Regions from separate parts of the Oryzias latipes genome. Here region 1 is linked to region 2. Evidence: chromatin contacts called from public Hi-C data. All regions are on one chromosome and are shown on one strand. The core of a region is the stretch at or near the end of the contact, and the rest is flanking DNA. Distances in the headings are between cores, read along the strand shown.

Evidence for each region. Hi-C and Micro-C count contacts between places; a contact is called where the count stands out from the background.
Region 1: a contact with region 2 is called in a Hi-C map of embryo, with 2.6 times the contacts expected there. The contact joins the promoter of lctl here to the promoter of LOC101160651 in region 2. A contact is called at or near these places in 3 of 5 Hi-C or Micro-C datasets (embryo and fibroblasts).

What each region holds. Positions count from the first base shown.
Region 1 is chr6:16,474,303-16,479,277 of ASM223467v1, forward strand. It overlaps lctl (lactase-like protein), which reads left to right and starts at 1,926. Exons shown (of 18, transcript XR_002873408.1): 1 at 1,926-2,108; 2 at 2,864-2,944; 3 at 3,383-4,390.
Region 2 is chr6:16,293,653-16,298,458 of ASM223467v1, forward strand. It overlaps LOC101160651 (E3 SUMO-protein ligase PIAS1), which reads right to left and starts at 2,022. Exons shown (of 14, transcript XM_004069608.4): 1 at 1,942-2,022; 2 at 118-550. The coding sequence starts at 1,965. It overlaps skor1 (SKI family transcriptional corepressor 1), which reads right to left. Exons shown (of 8, transcript XM_004069988.4): 7 at 3,625-3,699; 8 at 2,640-3,460. The coding sequence ends at 3,366.

The DNA of each region.
Region 1 (4,975 bases), core at 676-3,175, 180 kb after region 2:
GATTAAAACTGGATTTATGAGTATTTCTTTATTCAAATCGTAAAGGGTCAGGAGCAGATAAAAACCTGCCATTGGAAAAGGCTCAGGTTTGTGATGCAGCAGCTGCCATGGGGAGTAAGCCCTGGCTGCAGCCTGCACTATGTTGTGCAGTTCTGCAGGCTGCAGCCAGGTGTAGTTGGCCATGGGTGCTTCAAAGCCTTCGTTCTATGCTCCAGTGCTGATGCATCCACTTGCAGACAAATAGATCCATCAGTCTTCATTTTCCTCGTCTGAGCTGGCATCTGTATGGCTGGATCCCCGATATTGCTCGCCGTTTAATTTTTCTTTCTTTTTATTTTTTTTATTTGCTAAACTTATCCTATTTTGGGGTTGTGAGGGGTTGTAAGCTAGCGGGAAAGAGTGTAAACAAGGGAATGATGGGATATTGGCATAGGGTTACTTCCAAGCCAACAGTTCCACCTACAACTCAGAGACGAATTTCGAATGAAGAACTCCCACTCTGCAGAAAATATGTCTTAAAAAATGTCACAGGCTTTTAGATTAAACATAATCATAATAATCATAATTAAAGACCCCTGGAAACCCTTTTAAAATAGATAAAAATGTAGTTGGAGTGAGATTTTACTACTGAAACAATTCCTGATTGTCACAATTAAAGCACATTTTCACATATTTATTTTGATTTGAAAACAATTTGACACCAACACAAATGTGACAATATGCCAATAAACCAATATGATTTGTGACCTCATAGTATTTAAATGTCATTTCCTACTTCTGCCCTCACAATGCCATAACTGTAAACCCACAAAAACAAAGAATTGTGTAAAACTTACCTACCACTGCTTTCCTCTTTTCATATATGTGTGAACTGCAAAGTATGTTTCCATTTTGGCTGGGCTCCATTTATTTTCCAGGTGTGCTTGCATGCTGTGTGATCAACAATGCACACATCTGGATGAACTTAGCAAGAAAAATCCTATAAAAACCTAATGGCCTCTTTAAACATTTTTGAAGACTGATTAAGAGTGGTTCCTAATCTTGTTCAGATTAGTAGGGCCCATCTGTTACTTATTTGAGCTTTTATTGAATTAATAACTTGTTTCATCTCTGCTTTTTTGTTTTATCCAAAGGAGGTTGGAAGAATTCAGAAAAACCTGAATGATTTGAAGGTTGGTATCCTAGAGTGATAAATGTTTGTCTAAGGCCAGGCAATGCCATGGCTTTTCTTTACAACTGTGTTATGTATAACCTATTTCTGAAGCTTACTCACCACCAAAAGTGCTTTAAAAACAAACGTAAAAAAACTTTTTTGGCATACGTACAAGCTTTAAAAGATGAAAAAAAGCACGATATGAAGAAGAAAAAAACTGTTATAGGACCTGCAGTAGTCGTTCAAATTTTTTATGCACAAAAAGTAATCCCAGGCATATTCATACTGCACATGTAGATTGACACCTGCCGCTTCAGTACTCTCTTTGAAATGCATCGATTGACAACCAATTAAAAATAAAATCATAACAAAAATCTATTTTAATACGTATACCAGTCTTTGAAGATTTTGTGATATAAAAATTATGTGTTAAAGTACAGAAATGTCAAAAAAGAAAAATTGACTCAAACGTGGGATTACCACCAATTCACCACAGGATGTCGCCCAGTAGACTGGCCTTCAAAATCACCGACTAGGAGGTACTTTATCTTGTGATCGGTTTTTTTCTACATGAACAGGAAGTTCAAAATTACTTCTAAAAATATTTTCTGATAGAGTTTTTTTAACGATATTTTGAGAGAAATTTACTCTTCAAAACGTGATTGCCGAAGAAATGTAAATTTTGAATTAGGTTACTGCCTAATGCAAAACCATAGGTTTCTAACCTGCAACTCGTAGACGGTCGGACTACTGTTTAAATTTCCTACAGTACTTGAATGTATCTTGATACCGGATATGATCTAAAACTTGTCACAGGAACTAATGTCGTCTCGATGTGCATTGCACGTCTGTATGCAAAATATATCCTTTCGGATAAACCTTTTTTTAGTCCTTTCCCGAATTCAGTCGACTTTGTAATGGTAGTCTTGCGGGAAGATTGACCAGAAGAACCTTGGTAAGTAAACAACCTAGATAAGTAAACAAATTCGAGCAGAACTGTTTCCTGGTGGAAGCTAGCTTGTTCGTTGACTAGCGTTGGGTTGTATTGTTTTGATGATAATCTTTTTACATAAGAAGACGTTTGGCAGATAGAATTCAAATTTGTGTGGGTTGGAAGAAAAATACTTCAAAGTGTAATTCACCCAAATATTTTAGTGTGTTTACGTTTCATAAATGCGTTAATTAAATTGTACTGTAATTTAAGAGGTTTTTGTTTTACACACACACAAATATATATATATATATATATATATATATATATATATATATATATATATATATATATATATATATATATATATATATATATATATATATATATAATTTGTCTTTTAGCTGGACCTAATGTTAATGTTTTTCATGCTATTTAAATTAAGTATAAAAATTATACTTGTTTAATAAAGATGGCTTATTTTATACATTTTTTTATAATTATTATAAAATTATTTCATGCAAAACACTCTACACTTCTAGACTAGAAAACCTTAGACTTTGTCTCTGCTTTGTCAGAGTGTTGAGTGATGGTCTGACTGGAGCTGGAAACATGCACAGCCGCTTGCAGGAGTTGAAAAAGGAGGAGGAGACTCTCCTCAAAATCAAAGTCATGCTGCAAGACCAGCTGAACCGCTTGAAAGTGAGTGCAGGCTCGGGAAAAATTCATGGATGTGGGTTTTCACTTGACATTTATGTTATATCTGTGTCATGTCTCAGTTTGAAGAAGGAACCTTGAAGTCTATTATCAGTGCCCAAACAGAAGATGCGGCCTCTCAGCGTTCAAATACTGAAACTGAGGTAAACGACCTGAACTTGCAGAACATAAAACCACAACCTAGCTCGCTGTGTAAATATATAAATAAACATATGGATAAAATGGAAGATGTTACTAAATCTGAAAAATTCCCACTTTGTAAAGTAAAAGGAAACATGGTTGATCTTTACATCTGGAACACTTTTTATAGTGCATCAAAGGACATAGTTAAAGTAAAGGAGCTTTTGTATTAATTATTTCATTTTTATCCACTGTGTGCGCTTATTCTTAACTTAATGCAATATCTGTATATTGGCTGTGAAGACTCCTAAAGCCCATACTTAAGTTTTGGTTTTTTTTTTTTTCCATAAAAGTGAGCTCACAGGATTTTGTTCTTTCACACCAACTCAAATTGTCTTCTGATTCATTTTGAGACAAATGTTTTCACAGGCATGCTGTTGTCTTATTTCCTTCCCCCTTAGGTTCAAATGAATCTTGACGATGAGAGTGAAATCAATCGCACCAAACTCCTACTGAACGCAGCTGTGGATAGTGATATGGAGGAAGAGGATGAGGAAGAAGATGAGGATGAAGAGGAAGACGAAAATGAGCTTGAAATTGTGCCTGAGGACGATGAGGAGGAAGATGATGATTACTGAGAATTGTGGGTCGTCTGTGCATTGACTGAAGACAAATGTGAACTTAATGTAACCAAACACATGTTTTTATTTGATTTGGGTTGGTTGTTTTTCTGTTTTGATTAGTTAACATGTTTAACTTATTTTGAGAGAATGAGTTACAGTGCTTGGATTTGTAGAGTTAGCATTATCCCCTGTGTGTCTCATTTTCAACATTATACCTTCAGTCCTTACCTGCAGTCAAATGTCAAATTTTATAGAACATGTGTGAGTAAAGTAAAGTGCATTAAAACTGTGTTAAAATAGGTGCCTGTACTGTAACGTTTGTGACACTTTGAACATTAGGGAATAACAAAAATAGCAAAAATTCCCTGAAAAATCAAAGCTGTCTTGTTCAAATATAACATAACGGATGAAGATAATATGGATGCACTGTGTACAAAATAATAAGCACAAAAATAAAAAAATTTTCATGTGGCAGTTGTCTACAAGCTTGCTATTTTTTTCATTTTGAAATCTAGTTGGGTTAAAAATTAAAGTTATGGTGTTAATACTTTTGTCCCAACCTAATCCAGGAAAATGGATTATGCAGAGCAAACACTTTCGTTTAGAAAACCATTCAGCATTTTCTAAACAGTTAAAACAATACAGGCTGCCCGACAATACTGCCAGCTTTCACTCTGACAGCAGGGACAGCTCTGGAGAAGGGTAGCGTTTCAGCAGCCAATGTGAAAACGGGGGGTTCAGAGACCTCTGCTTTTTTACATGTTCTGCTGCTCCAGGAAAATCCCTGTCGCCTTTCAGACTCAGGTGGCCAGCCTGCTCCAAATGCAATCTTCATAAAGCTTACAGGTAACAGGACCAGAAAGTAATTACATTTTATTTAACATTTGTAATTATGAAGAGTGAGTGGTCTGTAATGTGTAAAATATATGTGAAATTGGTACATTCCTTTTTTACGTTTCTTATGTAGCTGATATACTTGTATAATAAATTTCTAATAATGTTTTTTTTATGAGTCTGACCCCAAATGCTTGATAAAAAGAATTTTTAACCCATAATTATTGTTTGATCTTTTTTTTGGTTTGTTTTCTTTGTTATTGATGCTCCAAAAAAGTATAACTTTGAATTATTTTGCTTTGTCAAACAATCCTGTTCTTTTTTCCGGGCATATGATAAATGGTTGTCATGTGAACTGTAGATACATTAACCTCTGTGACACTAGCTTTGCTTGCAGAGGTGGAACAACAGTTTGTATGGGATCTGTCTGCCTCAGCAAGATGTTTCTACACTCCATTGAATTTGAAAAGAGGCATTGCATTAGAAACGTGGGACCCCCCCCATCCCTCATGCTTCATAATATTGAATGCTTTCAGAATGCCAGCAGTTCATTGACATTTTGACCTATCAAGTTTGTCTTTGTAACTCGTACATTTG
Region 2 (4,806 bases), core at 772-3,271:
TACGTTGCACTTGATGACCTCATTTAGATATCTACAGCCAAAACTCTTCACTGGTATGTATGAGATGGAGAAGTGTTTTCACTATAAACAAAACTGACAAGGTAGCCATGCACCCACCTAAGCTGGTTGGCTTAATGAGCTCATCCAGCACATCGTAAAAGGGCAATCTCTGGAGCTTGACATCAGGGTGCACAGGGTGCAGGGCGGAGGAGAGGTGAGGCAGACTCATCTCATGCTTAGGTCCAAGTAGGGAAACGGGCAACAGCGGTGAAGGTGATCCGTGACTGTCAAATCCTAATGGGGCCAAACCAGCGGGCAAACTGGATGCAGAGTGAACACCGGGAAGAGCTAGGTCCACAGGCGAAACCATTTTTGTTGGAAAACGCCGTCTGTAGAGCTCTTTGATCTTCATCTGCACAGCAGGACTGCAGCCAGCCTTGAGTAGGTGAAGAGCTTTGGTCAAAAGTTCGTGTTTGCGCCCATGCTTATTCCGCCCAGCATAGCCCAACAACACCTGGAGCTCAGAAACTCGAAGGCTCATTACCATTTGCTGGTAAAAGAAAGAAAATAGTAAGCTACATCGTTAAAACAAGAAAAAAAACAGTTTTATGTATTGAATTGTTGAAATTATTTGAATTCCTTGATTTTCAGACTTTTAAACATCTTATTGAGCATAATTTTCAAAGAAAAATCTGTCTGAAGTGAAAATGACTTTATTTGGATGGTATTTAAAAAAACAAATTTATTGTGGCCTTTTTAGCTTTCAAACAAATTTCCCATGCATTGTTTTGTTTGGTATTGTCTCTGGTTATGCCAAAAGTGATTTGTGTTAGCAATAAAACAGCTTAAAGAAAATAAATTAAAGTCTTCCTTCACAAGTCGTTGATTAATTGAAACTCTTATACGTGTTAAGAAATTAGATAAGGTAAAAAACGACTAAACACCAAATTTTTGGGGAAACAAAAAATACAATTTGTTATAGCATGATGATCATGATCGATCAACAACGAAAACAAATTTTTACTGCATTTTCATAAAGTTTAAAAAACCGACGCAAACAAATTGTGTGTTAAACGAAATAGACGGTACAATTAAACACTCTAAAAATGAAAATGACATAAGCTTTTACAATCAGATTCCAATCATAATCTTAAGTTAACAGTGGAGACTCCTTTAGCTCGTAAGTATGCTAACACATATACACGATGATGTTAAAGAATAGATCTAAGTAGATAGTTTAGTATACATTAAATAATTTCGATTGCGATATGGATTAAAAGAGAGAAGAGTTAATTTAATGTATGTGTTATATCCATGTTAAATTGTTAATAACATAAAGGGCGAGGTGGACAGCGCAGATTTAGTTAGCATAATAGCTACCACTGGCAAGTGTACGTGGATGAAACATAACTAGATATCTGTAAACACTCATATGATCATTTAATCGAGGATATACTTTTCTTTTCTTTTTACTTTACGTAGGGTCACAGTGGCTGTTAATATTTATATCTATATGACTTTTATCCATGTGTCAGAAATGAAGTTAACCTGCATTCCAGGGTATAGCCACAGCCCATTTCCCACAACACCAATCAGTAAAACGTTTACTAAAAAAACATTAAATCTTTTATATTAGTATCCTTTTGGATTAAAAACAACCGACAGTGCTAGGCGATAGTATTTGTTGTTGATAGAATGTGGCCTTCTGTGCAGGTGAACCGCAGAGAAAACCTAACGGAACCTCGGCAACAATAACAAAGCTAATGCTAACAAGCTAGCCAGTATGCTAACAGAGTATGTCCTGTTGTTCCGTTGTCTTATATCGAAATAACTAGCCCATTCGTGTCCCTGATATCAAACAAAAACAGCGACAATAGAAGAAATGATACTGATAGTCTGTGAGCCCTATGTTTGTTAAGCTACTGGGGAGACCCGCTTTACCTTCAGTTCCGCACTCTCCGCCATCTTGTTCCATTAGGTGCGCAGGCGCAAACACAGTCACCCAAGGGACTGAGCAGCATTGGAAGAAGGAGGGGGAAATCCTTCTTTCACTTGTTTGCACCAGCGCACAGATGGGGTCGCTGTTGCAACAGAAATAAAAAAAGGTAGCACTGAGGCTTAATGTTTTACTTTTACTCTGTTTCTTACACAAACCGATAAAGTCCACATTTCTTAATTTTTGCATTCCACTCAAATAAACAAATTTTTACATCCCACAATAAATGGCCCACATTTGTGGTTTTACTATCTGGTATTCGTATGACATTTGGATTATGCCGAACGTTTAGCTTACTGATTACAGAAATATGTCGATCAAAATGCTATGTTCTAAAATGTCAATTTTAGGGTTTTGACAGTTGAGTGTTTGTAACAAATTTGAGTGCATGTTCAGCGGTCTCGTATTAAATATGCACAGATAAATATGCAGTTCAGATCGGAAGTTGAAATGATTCATAATATTCCTAAAACACGAATAATTCTTCAATAGGCAAAAAAACTAAAAAGGATGCAGAATCACTGTTTTAATTTTCACTTTAAACTTGTTTTTGATAGAAAAAATAAATACAAAATAGCAAAAGCCTGTTTAAAACAACTGGCTGTTGCATTTAAAAAAGTATTTTTTTCAGAATAAAACAGCATTATTTTCATGGATACAACGATTGCTCTAATAAAAAAGAAAGATAAATTATTATTTTTTCAATAAAATGTCATTTATTTATTGGCAATGGAAACAAACAGAACAGGAACAAATTAGCCAATTTAAATAGAATGTGTTGCTACTCGTTAGAAGACTACAGATGGATTAAATTAGCCTCCCACATCTGTGTTGATGCAGTCTGACTCAATCAAATACGTCTAACTCCAACAAATGAATGGTCAATAAAGTTTTTTCATAATGTTTAGTGATTTCCATCCATTTGCTTAAAGTGCTTAACATACAATGTCAGCTACTTGTCTGCATTAAAACAAACAAAAAAAATGGTCATAAATAAATAAACAAATACATAAATAAATAGTTTAATTTCCAACACTGAGAAAATAAGGTGCAATGATTTGGATGGTCAAAACTGGTGTTGACAAAAATAAAATCAACAAAACACTAAATACATACAAAATACATTGTCATTGCACTTTGCCACAAAAAATAAATAGTACATGGCATAATATTAGTAAAACAAACGTATACTATGTAGATGGGTTCATAAATGTGGTGAAAATACGTTTCTTTTTTAAATATTACAACTAATTACACAATCGTTCTTTTTCCAGTTCGTTTGCTCAGAGTTCACGCGAAGGTTTCTCACTTTCCGGGCTCTGGAGCTGCCCGCGTGCGCTCTCTCAGCTGCAGCAGACGCACGCGCGCCTCATGGTGGGAGCAGCGGGGACTTGTAGGAGCAGGATCCTGTGCAGTGTCGGGGAGTTAGCATCTTACAGGAGAAATGGTGTAAAGCGTCGTGAGCTTCTATGAAGAAGGAGATACAACAATCAACAGCGTTCAAGCACGCCGCGCGCGGTGGAGGAGCTCCGGCTGAAACGCAGATTTACACCATGTTTGTCTACCGAATGACTCTCCATCTTAAAGCAGGGCATCTGCGTCCGCATCCTCTGCTTTATTGCTCTCACCTCTAACGATGTGAAGCTGCTGAACCATCTCCTCTCTGTAAGAAAGTTCTCTTTTCATTTGATCCTGGAAGTTATCTGAGAAGCAAAATAGACGGTTTTGAGGAGAAGCAGCTAGAGGGACCAAACCAAAAATAAAAACAAAATAACAAAAAGGTTTTTACGGATCTTTTACTGACCACTTAAATTGTTTCATGCTCACAGCATTTGTTCTTAAAATTATGTTGAATCCCAATATTTACATCAATAAAAAATATTTGAATACACGAAGAAAAAAATACATATAACAAATAGGAAAAATAAATAATAAATGAAAACAAAATAAGATCAAAAAGGTTGGACAGAATGGATTTCTTCTAAAACTGACCAAAGCTGACTGAAGGCTGGTATAAATTTGCAAGACATAGGGGGCGCTGTTCTCAAGAGAAACCGTAAGAGAAACCTGATTTCATGTATTAATTTTTATGTTTGCGTTTACAGGCACAATGAAATTAAAAAATAAAAAGATACAAAATGTTTTCTTTATAAACTAATAAGAAATGGAACAATGGCAGTATAAGAAAAACTACAGATATTCAATAAAACCAACATTATATGTCTTTAATAGTCGATTTATATATTTTAAAAAAAAGCTTTACTTCATACATTTGTGCTAAAAACTGTAAATCCAGTAAATTCAATACTTTTAAATAGCTTAAAATGATGCAGGATTTTTCTTTCGTTTCTAATGTTTTCTTTTCTGAGGATGTAAAATGTTTTTTTACTCTGCATTGTAGGTGGTCCACAGTTTCTCTTCCAATCAATAAAAAAAGGTTGAAGTACAGTTTAATAAATGTCTTTGAAAAACACTACTGCTATTGTCGGGTAATTGTCGCTGTAATAATTATGCTTGTCTGAGGCCGGTTCATCATTAGTGAAATGATTTGCTTGTAGCATGATTTAATGCAAATTTACTAGTTTTACAAAAAAGATAGAAAATGTGTAGGAATATTATTTACTTTGTAGATTTATTTAACACGTATGTTCCAGATGGACCCTCCTCTATTGTTGTGAACAATACTTTTTAATACAAAAAGTGCCATTTTATTATACGCTCAGTCTATTTTTAGTGAGAAGCTTTAATTGTTTCCACAGTAATTCAATATCAACTTTGAATTAGCAAATAAAGGGAATTAAAAAAAACTA